3 separate regions of the Mus musculus genome follow, and regions 1 and 3 are each linked to region 2. Evidence: chromatin contacts called from public Hi-C and promoter capture Hi-C data. All regions are on one chromosome and are shown on one strand. Each heading gives the region's core, a stretch centred on a gene start, on an enhancer-like site or on the middle of the called end of the contact. The rest is flanking DNA. Distances are from core to core; before and after follow the strand shown. Region 1 holds the start of Ap1g2 (adaptor protein complex AP-1, gamma 2 subunit). Region 2 holds the start of Cdh24 (cadherin-like 24). Region 3 has its middle 27 kb from the start of Gm30275.

Region 1 (2,700 bases), core at 108-2,607, 470 kb before region 2:
ACCAAGGGTGGGGGTTTGGTGTCCTGAGGAATCTCCTGGAATCTGAGTGGAGGGGAGAAAGGAAATGCATAAGAAGTGATTGGGTGGCCAGACAAGGCACTGCCTGAGCCACTTGGGGCTCACTGGCCCCAAGGGAAAGCTGCAGGAAAAGTACCCTCCACTCTTACCTCCCAGAACCTACCTAAGTTCTTGCCTACTTTGATCTTCCCTGAGGGAGAAAAGGGGAGCGAACAACAGGAAACTCCCCGTGCTCCCTCTCCTGCCCTCCTCAACCAGTCCCTCTCCCAACCACCAAGGATGGCACGCCAAGCCAAGAGTATTGAGAAAAGCAACGAAAAACCATCTGGTGCAACCAAGCCCGCCCCTCTTCAGATTCTGCCACTCACCTCTCTACCCTTCTCTGCCCCCCTGAAAATTTATTTGGTTGGTCTGGACTCACTTGTGGCCTTTGATTAAATTCCTAAGGGGACTGAAGAAGACATTTCTGCAGAGGGTTAGAGGCGCTGCAGCAAGCGAGGACCCCAGTCCTCAGCTCTGACAGTTGTGGGGCGAACACGTTGAGGGCTGAAGGGCAGCAGATGCTGTCACAAGTCTAGTTTCTAACCCCTCGCGTAGACTCCTGCGAGATGGGAGCTAACGGGGAATCAGAGGAAGCCGCTGCCCCACACAGGGCAGGGCAGAGGTGGGTGTCAACCCCGGACGAGAGTTGGGGGGAGAGCCTGTTTGAGATTATGGCTGATCCCTGGGACTAACTTTCCCTCTGGGGACAGAAAGCTGTACAAGAGGGGACTGTGGAACCCCGGGGGACTTTCCTACCCTGCATGAGGCAGAGGCAAGCTGCCTGCCAATCAATCCCTTCCTCAAGGAATGGCCTTGCCCAGGAATGCCCACCACACACACACTCTTCTTATTTTTCTAGTCAACCTCTGTTTACTCCCTGGCCTGCCTTCCTCCTGCCTCCCTTCCTTCCTTCCTTCTCAATCTTTACTTCTGATTTCTATTTCATGGAATTTGGGATTGAAGTTATACAACAGTGCCGCCAACATCAAGTCTTGCAGGAAAAAAAAAATAACAAAGAAATTTAACAAAAAAAAGTATATTAATAAAAAAGTTCCAAAAAGGGGGGGACTGTCATCTCCTTTGGGGTGCGATGGCTTCTGACTCAAGCTCTCTGAGTGCCACCTGGTGGGGTGGATGAAAAGTGAGGCCCCTGGGGGAGCCACAATCATGGAACAATTCTAGGCTCCTTTACCAAAGTGCCAGAGACAGGCCAGAGGTCAGAAATGTCAAGACGACTCAGCAGGGAGGCCCTAGAGGGGCGGGGTCCCGTGATAGAGGCGGGGAAGAGGGAAGGGCCCCGAACCGAGCACCAACCCCAGCTCTGTCCCATACCAGGAAGTGCTGGGTGGGGGGTAGAGGAGCAAAGTTGACACCGAAGCCAGGTGAGCTTGGGACTGGGAAACTAGTGCCTTCTGAAGTGGGAATGGGGGCAAGAAATCTCGCGAAGGGAATAGTACAGAGAACCAGAAGGAAAACTAGAGAGGAGAAACTGGTCCGGGAAGAAGAGCGAGAAATAGACTGGTCTGTAGCGCAGGCTCAGTAGAAACAGCCACAGGGTGGAGCAAGGACGCATGCGTAGTGGGGATGTCCTTGCGAGGCGGGAGGGTGGCCCCCGGGTACATGTGGGAGGTAAAAGTGGGCACAGTTTTAGGGCGGCGGTGGGACGCAATCCCTTCGAGATCTTGGCACAAGGCAATTCTATCCAACCGGCTAGAACGTGTTGAAATAAAGTCTTTTCAACTCCCGGGCTCTGTCCCCAGGATGGTGGTGCATTCGTTGAGACTTCAGGACCTAATCGAAGAGATTCGCGGGGCCAAGACGCAGGCCCAGGAACGGGAGGTGATCCAGAAGGAGTGCGCCCAAATTCGGGCCTCCTTCCGCGATGGGGATCCCCTGCAGAGGCATCGCCAGCTGGCCAAACTGCTCTACGTCCACATGTTGGGCTACCCCGCCCACTTTGGACAGGTACTGGCCTGGGATGGCTACAAATTTTGAGGAAGATGGCCAGTGCGCCCCTTTGTGTTTGTACCCAGGCTGTGGTTTTTGTTTTTTTGTTTTTGTTTTTGTTTTTTTCCTCCAGTTTTTTTGTTTCGAAACAGGTTCTCTATAGCCCGGACTGGGAACTCGAGAAAACCCTGCCTCCGTTTCAGTGTAGGGACTTTCAGGCATGCCCCGCCCTACCCAGCTAAATCCTTTAGTTTCTGAACCTTTTATCACCCTACTAGTGATTTCTTGCCAGCCCCGTTCAGCACCTCCCCATCCCCTTTCCAGACTCCACTCCTACACAGGTCCCTGAAACCTGCCTGCTGTCATCTGGATCCACACTTAAGCTTCTGGTTACAGAGAGAGTGATGAAATATGATCCCTCACAAGTTAATCTGGCCTAAAGGAGATTGTAGCCCGGAAGTTAGTGCCCTGTGGTTTCACACTGCCCTCCTGGTCTGCCTCCTTCCCTATAGATGGAGTGCCTGAAACTGATCGCCTCCCCCAGATTCACAGACAAGAGGGTGGGCTACCTTGGGGCCATGCTTCTATTGGATGAGAGGCACGATTCCCATCTGCTCATCACCAACAGCATCAAGAAGTGAGAGGGTTCTGGGGCACTTGAAATCAGGGCGCTGGGAGAGGGGGAACTGCAAA
Region 2 (2,700 bases), core at 21-2,520:
CCAAGGGTCTCACACCATTGCTCAGTGCTGAACTATAACTGCCACACGTCCCCTCATATCAAATGGAGCAGTGGCAATCTCCCTGTTCCCCAACCTAACTCTTGGAACTTGGCCCTCTCCTTTCTTCCTGTTAAGTCTGAGAGGGAAGAGCTAGGCTATGAAGGGAAGATGTGGCCGTACGTGGGAATAACCAGTGTCCCACGCTCATTTTCCCTCCATCCTGCGTTCCGCCTCCCTTGGTACTCAGCCTTTTGGGGACAGCTGGGGCCAGGACTGGGTCACCTATGAGCTGAATCAGCCTCTCCTGAGTCCCAGGCCCCTGCAGTCCCCTGTTCTCTGGCCTGCAGTCTCTTGCCCGCTGGTTCCACTTTATAGCCACCTTTTCCTTTTGTTCAATTTTTATTTTTATTTTTTTTATTATTAAATGATGTGGTCTATGGAAAAATAAAAATCTGACTTAGTTTTGACTAGCATTTGAGTGCCTTTCCTTGGGAAGAGTTTGGGTGAAAGGGGAAGGTGAATGGCTGTGACGGTGGGCATCTGCGTTCTTCTGGGGCAGCGGCCTTCCTCGGGAACCTTCATCCCCACTTTGTCTCTAATCAGTCCAAAGCTGTATGTCTTTTTACTCTGGGAAATAGGGTGGCCTGTTTCTTTTGCAGTACCCCAACAGCCGGCAGGGTCGGCCTCCCGGTCCCCCTGCACAATTAGGCATTTGGTCGCCCTTCAAGGTGCTTCCCACAACTGCCACCAGGGGGTGCACACACTCTTTAGATCTTGCAAAGAGCTTCCCCAAAAAAGGTTCTCACTGCCCACCGTTATCTTTCCCCTGTCCCTGGCGAGCTCCCTAGACTCCTGCTTCCCCTGCCATCCTGAAGTTCACCCTAGCTGACTGAACTCGCCGTCGTGACCCGCACAAGGTCCTGAGTCGGTAGCCTCGCAGCCGCACCCGAATCCAGAACGTGAAGCCGGGTCTCCCGCAGTGCTCTCCCAGCGCCCCGCCTCACGGTGTGCCTCCGCAGGTGCTGTGCTGGCCGATCGTGTTGAGTCTCCTCCGCCAGGCCCTGGGAATAATAGCCTAGCCGTGCTACCCCTGTACCTTGCCGTGCTGCGGGCTGGCCCGGGAGGGGCCCCGCATCTGTATGCGCCCAGCAGCCCGGGAGCCGCGGGGGCGGGGACTGGCTGGGGAGGGTCGGAGGCAGGGCTCTCCTCTCCCGCGCGAGCCGCCTCTCCTCGGCAGGCGGAGCCTCCTTCCCCCGCCCCCTCCGTCTCGCTCCCTTGTTCTCGCCGGGGCCGCTCAGACCTGCAGCGGAGCCGCGGCGCCGGCTTGGATCGGCTTGGGGCTGTGCCCCCGGGAGCCAGCGACGGAGGCGGGCGGGGCGCTGTTCGCGGTCCCGGGCCCCTCGGTAGTGCCAGGTAAGGGCGCCTGCCCGGGTCGGGAATCCTCGCGGGGGCAGCGGGGGGTCCGCAGCTTGCGGTGCGCTCTGGCTGAGAGCCGTGCCGGCTCGGTTCTCCCGCGCTCTGCTCTCTCCCATCTCACACACCTCTCTCCCTTTGCCTCCCGATTTTTCTTCACCCTTCCGCCTCTCTGCCCCTTCTCTCTCCCTCTTGCCCTGTCTCTTCCCACCTCTTCTGCCTTTTTCTTCCTTTACCTTTCTCCTCTTTTCCCGCTCTCCTTTCCTCTCTCTCATTACCTCCCTCTCCTTTCCTCTCCTCTCCTCGTTCCCTCCTGCTATCCTGTTTCCCCACTCCTCCGTTTCCTTCCTTCTCTCCTCTTCGTCCCGCCTACCTCTCTGGTCCCCTGCTGCCCTCTGGCTTCTTTTCTCTGGGGAGCAAACGGCCTGTCAGGTGTGTGTCTGCTCTGGGGAAGGAGGAGGGGCACAGCTACCTGACCATGGGCCCCTTCAGGAGGAGGGAGAGAAATGGGAAGGGTCCTCTCTCTCCACCTCCTTTCCCGCAGCCCCTCCCTACCTCTACTGCTCCTAGTAGCTTACTCTACCAGAATGAAGTTCCGAGGCCTGATCTCACACACACACACACATACACACACACACAGAGAGAGAGAGAGAGAGAGAGAGAGAGAGAGAGAGAGAGAGAGAGAGAGAGAGAGAGAGAGAGAGAGAGAGAGAGAGAGAGAGAGAGAGAAAGGTTCACCTGCCCCTACCAGTTCCCAAGCCTGGTACCCAGGACTCCTCTCTGCCTTTCAGACACTCAGGCTGCTTCCCTGATGTCTTTGCTTTTCTCTCTTGCTGCCCTTCTCTCTCCGTGGTCTGTCTGTTTCTCATCTGGTCTTCCCCATCTGCCAGACCCTCCCAGATTCTTGGCCCCAAGCCTTCAATCACGCTGTCTCTGGCCCCTGGGTCAGCCTCCACTTCACCTCTCTTGGTCCCCCTGCACTGCCTGCAGCCCTGTTCCCAATTCTTCCAGATGTAGCCCCACTCTGTTCCCTTAGACCAATTCCCCTTAAAGACCGAGACTGGCAGAATGGGCTGGAGACAGTCTGGAGACGTGGGGTTCCTCAGGGGCAGGGGAGGCTTTCCTGAGTCCAGCCCGACTCAAGCTGCACTCACTCCTTGTCTTTGAGCCTGACCCTCTGGATAAGGAAGGCTGTGTGTTGATGAATACCAACCTCTCAGTTTTAAGCCCTTTCTGTCGGTCCATCTACCTTTTCTAGTCCCCTAGCTGTGTGCCCAGGCTAGAAAA
Region 3 (2,700 bases), core at 106-2,605, 490 kb after region 2:
TGTTCTTCCCACAGGCTGCTCCAGAGATGGCATCCGTGACATAGTAGAATGTCCCATAGCCCTCAGAATGTTTTTTAAAAGCTTTATAGAGAGTAGCACTAGGGAAACATCATGGTAGAGTTCTTCATCCTTATTCTTGCCCAAATCCGCAAGGTCTTTCTTCAAAGCAGGAGCCTTTGCATTATCTCTGCCTGCAGATGTGCTGGTCCTTGTCTTTCGTTGGTGTACTTCTTCGTATCCATTAAGCCAGGTTGTCCCCAGGAATCTTGGAATGGAAGGTGCCACAGGAAGACAGGGATGTCAAAGCTCTTTTCTGGACACTTGGCCCACACACACACATTCCAAATGCTTCTGAGATTTCCATCTTAGACACATATCTGAGTATTCCACAAGATAGCTAGTGTCCTGTATTCATCATTTTGTAGGGAAAATATCCACTTCTCTGGGTCTCTTAGAGTACTATCTCTTATCCTTGAAGCCCGTCCTCTTTTACTGACTGGTGAATAGTGAGCTCATAGGACCAATACAGAAGCAGGTATCAGTCTCGGGGATGATGGGGAATGGAGACAGAGAACAGCTTTGAGATCAGCTGTGAAAAGAGAGTGTTTTCCTTCTTTGACCTATTTTTTTTTTTGAACTCCAGTATGACCTGTTTATGGAGATGGGCTAGTTAGAGCAGCAGGGGGCGCTGTGAGGTCAAAAAACAAAGCCACCCAGCTCAAAGGACACTGGAAGGAAGAACAAACATCTCTCCCCTGTTTTATTAACCACATTTGTTCTTTGGCCATTTCATACATATCTACAATGCGTTCTGATTTCCTTCACTTTGCCTTCTCTATCTTTCCCTTCCTCCAGCCATCCCCCTTCTGCCTTATCGGTCCCTTTCCCATGGTTATGACTTTGTGTTTAGTTTTGTGTTCCACTGAGTAAAGCCAGGGCAGGGCCATCTGTGTGACTATGGGTATGGAGCTATCCAATGAAGTCTGGTTATGATGAGTGCTGGGTACACATATGAAGATAACCGTACCCCAAATCCACCATTATCCAATAGTTCAGCAGAGGTAGGGCCCCAGGAGATCTGTCCTTATCCATGATTGGCAGGCTCAGTGCAGGCAACTGCAGCTGCTGACTTCCTGATTACAATGGCTGGGTCACAATCAGACAATAGTATTTTGCAGCCCTTCTCTCTGTCTTATGGTTCTTGCATCCTTCCTAACTATTTTAGTAACAGCGGTTATCAAGACTCAGACAGAAGGATAAAGGAGGTTTGTTTACCCCTCTTGATTGGTGGTTTAAAGCTAAGGAAAGTCAGGCCTGGTTTTTAGGTTGCTGATGATGCCTGAAAACTTCCAGTGACCTGAGAGCTGCTTGCTGCACACAGCAATGCCCTAGGGAGATGGTTAGAGCTCTTGAGAGCATTAAGTCAACAGTGGGCTACAAAATCTGGACAGAACTTTGGGCTCACTCAGTCAAATAAAAGTTACAACCTTTGGGAGGCCTAAGAACAGTGGGCATAAAGACCAGTTTTGCATGTTCCTCAGGCTATTTGGGTTTTTGGGGAGAAGATAGCTGGCTCAAATCTCTGGGGAGCGCAGTGCTCTATGACAATGTGTTTGCAGCACTGACAGCATAAAGAGAAGATGTTTTGGGCTAGTGAGATAACTCGGCATCTAAAGGCCCCTGCTACTCAGCCTGATGGCCAGAGTTTTATCCCCAGATCCACAAGGTAGAAGGAGACAATAGAATCCTTCAAGTTGTCTTCTGACCTCACATGTATGTTGTGGTTTGTGGACAACACATGCTAGTATGTTCAAACACACACACATACTCACATACACACAAACACATACTCACACGCATTTGAAAATGTGAAAAGATATTGTCTTTAGATTTTTTTTAAACCATTGATTGATAGAACAAGTCTTTAGCTAAATTTAGCAGCCATTTTTTCCTATTTAACTAGCATTCTCTCTGAATAGTTTTGAGAACAATGCCCTTAGGGCTATATTAATCTGTGTTTGATAAGTAGGCGCTGGAGGTGGTATAGTCCTGGCAGGGTGTCTTCAGAAGCCTCGCTGACTTACTGTGTGACCTTCTCAGAAGTGCCCTTTCTGAAGAATGCCTTTCAAGAAAAGTTAGAAGGACATTGGAGCTGAGAGATGTCACTTACACCACCGGCACAGTGTCCAGCACCTGACTGTACGTGTCTTGTGTGAGGGCCTGTGGAGCCCATGTCTGTGTTCTTGGGTGTGGTCAGATGTCCCTGAAGTTGGGCAATAGGAGGAGTAGTCAGCTATTCATCAAGAAGATGGTTTAGTCTAGGGCTGGGCTGGGGACCTGGATGCTCTGAAAATGACTTCTGTCAGCAGGGGCTGGGTGTGTGCAAGGATTCTTCCAAGTGGTAGCCCCTGAGAAGGTGAGCATCCTTTTTCCTCTGAATCTTCCTCTCCAACATCCAGGGCATCATCCTTATGGATGCTCACAATGGGTTGCTGGTCCAGGTGATATTTTTCTTGAGAACTCTGCATGCCCGTGGTTGCATGGAGATACAATTCAGGAAGTCAAGTGAAAGTTGAGTTCCAGATAAACAATGAATACTTCTTTTTAAAAAAATGTACAGTGATGTTCCAAATATAGCATGTTCCAGACATTTGAGGTAACCATTGGCTGTTCTCTTGTATTTTTGTTACTCCCCCCTCT

What was found. Hi-C and Micro-C count contacts between places; a contact is called where the count stands out from the background. Capture Hi-C pulls out chosen DNA fragments and counts their contacts.
Region 1: a contact with region 2 is called in a promoter capture Hi-C map of adipose tissue. The contact joins the promoter of Ap1g2 here to the promoter of Cdh24 in region 2. A contact is called at or near these places in 1 of 39 promoter capture datasets (liver), 2 of 484 Hi-C or Micro-C datasets (both in embryonic stem cells) and 2 of 9 other capture datasets (adipose tissue and liver).
Region 3: a Hi-C map of large pre-B cells shows a contact between it and region 2, with 2.9 times the contacts expected there. The contact joins the enhancer-like site here to the promoter of Cdh24 in region 2. A contact is called at or near these places in 8 of 39 promoter capture datasets (the HPC-7 cell line, HPC-7-derived erythroid cells, cranial neural crest and 5 more), 1 of 484 Hi-C or Micro-C datasets (large pre-B cells), 1 of 115 datasets of contacts at active chromatin or transcription factors (memory CD8 T cells) and 1 of 9 other capture datasets (adipose tissue).

What each region holds. Positions count from the first base shown.
Region 1 is chr14:55,105,250-55,107,949 of GRCm38.p6, reverse strand. It overlaps Ap1g2 (adaptor protein complex AP-1, gamma 2 subunit), which reads left to right and starts at 1,357. Exons shown (of 22, transcript NM_007455.5): 1 at 1,357-1,442; 2 at 1,821-2,025; 3 at 2,520-2,644. The coding sequence starts at 1,822. Jph4 (junctophilin 4) reads left to right here. Exons shown (of 6, transcript NM_177049.5): 6 at 1-1,124.
Region 2 is chr14:54,639,934-54,642,633 of GRCm38.p6, reverse strand. It overlaps Cdh24 (cadherin-like 24), which reads left to right and starts at 1,270. Exons shown (of 12, transcript NM_199470.2): 1 at 1,270-1,413. Acin1 (apoptotic chromatin condensation inducer 1) reads left to right here. Exons shown (of 19, transcript NM_023190.3): 19 at 1-473.
Region 3 is chr14:54,151,021-54,153,720 of GRCm38.p6, reverse strand. It overlaps Tcra and Tcrd. Among named protein-coding and RNA genes, the nearest start is that of Gm30275, 27 kb to the right of the region's middle. Within about 2 kb of position 1,355, at least 11 of the 459 cell types and tissues checked have an H3K27ac peak or open chromatin away from gene starts, as enhancers often do.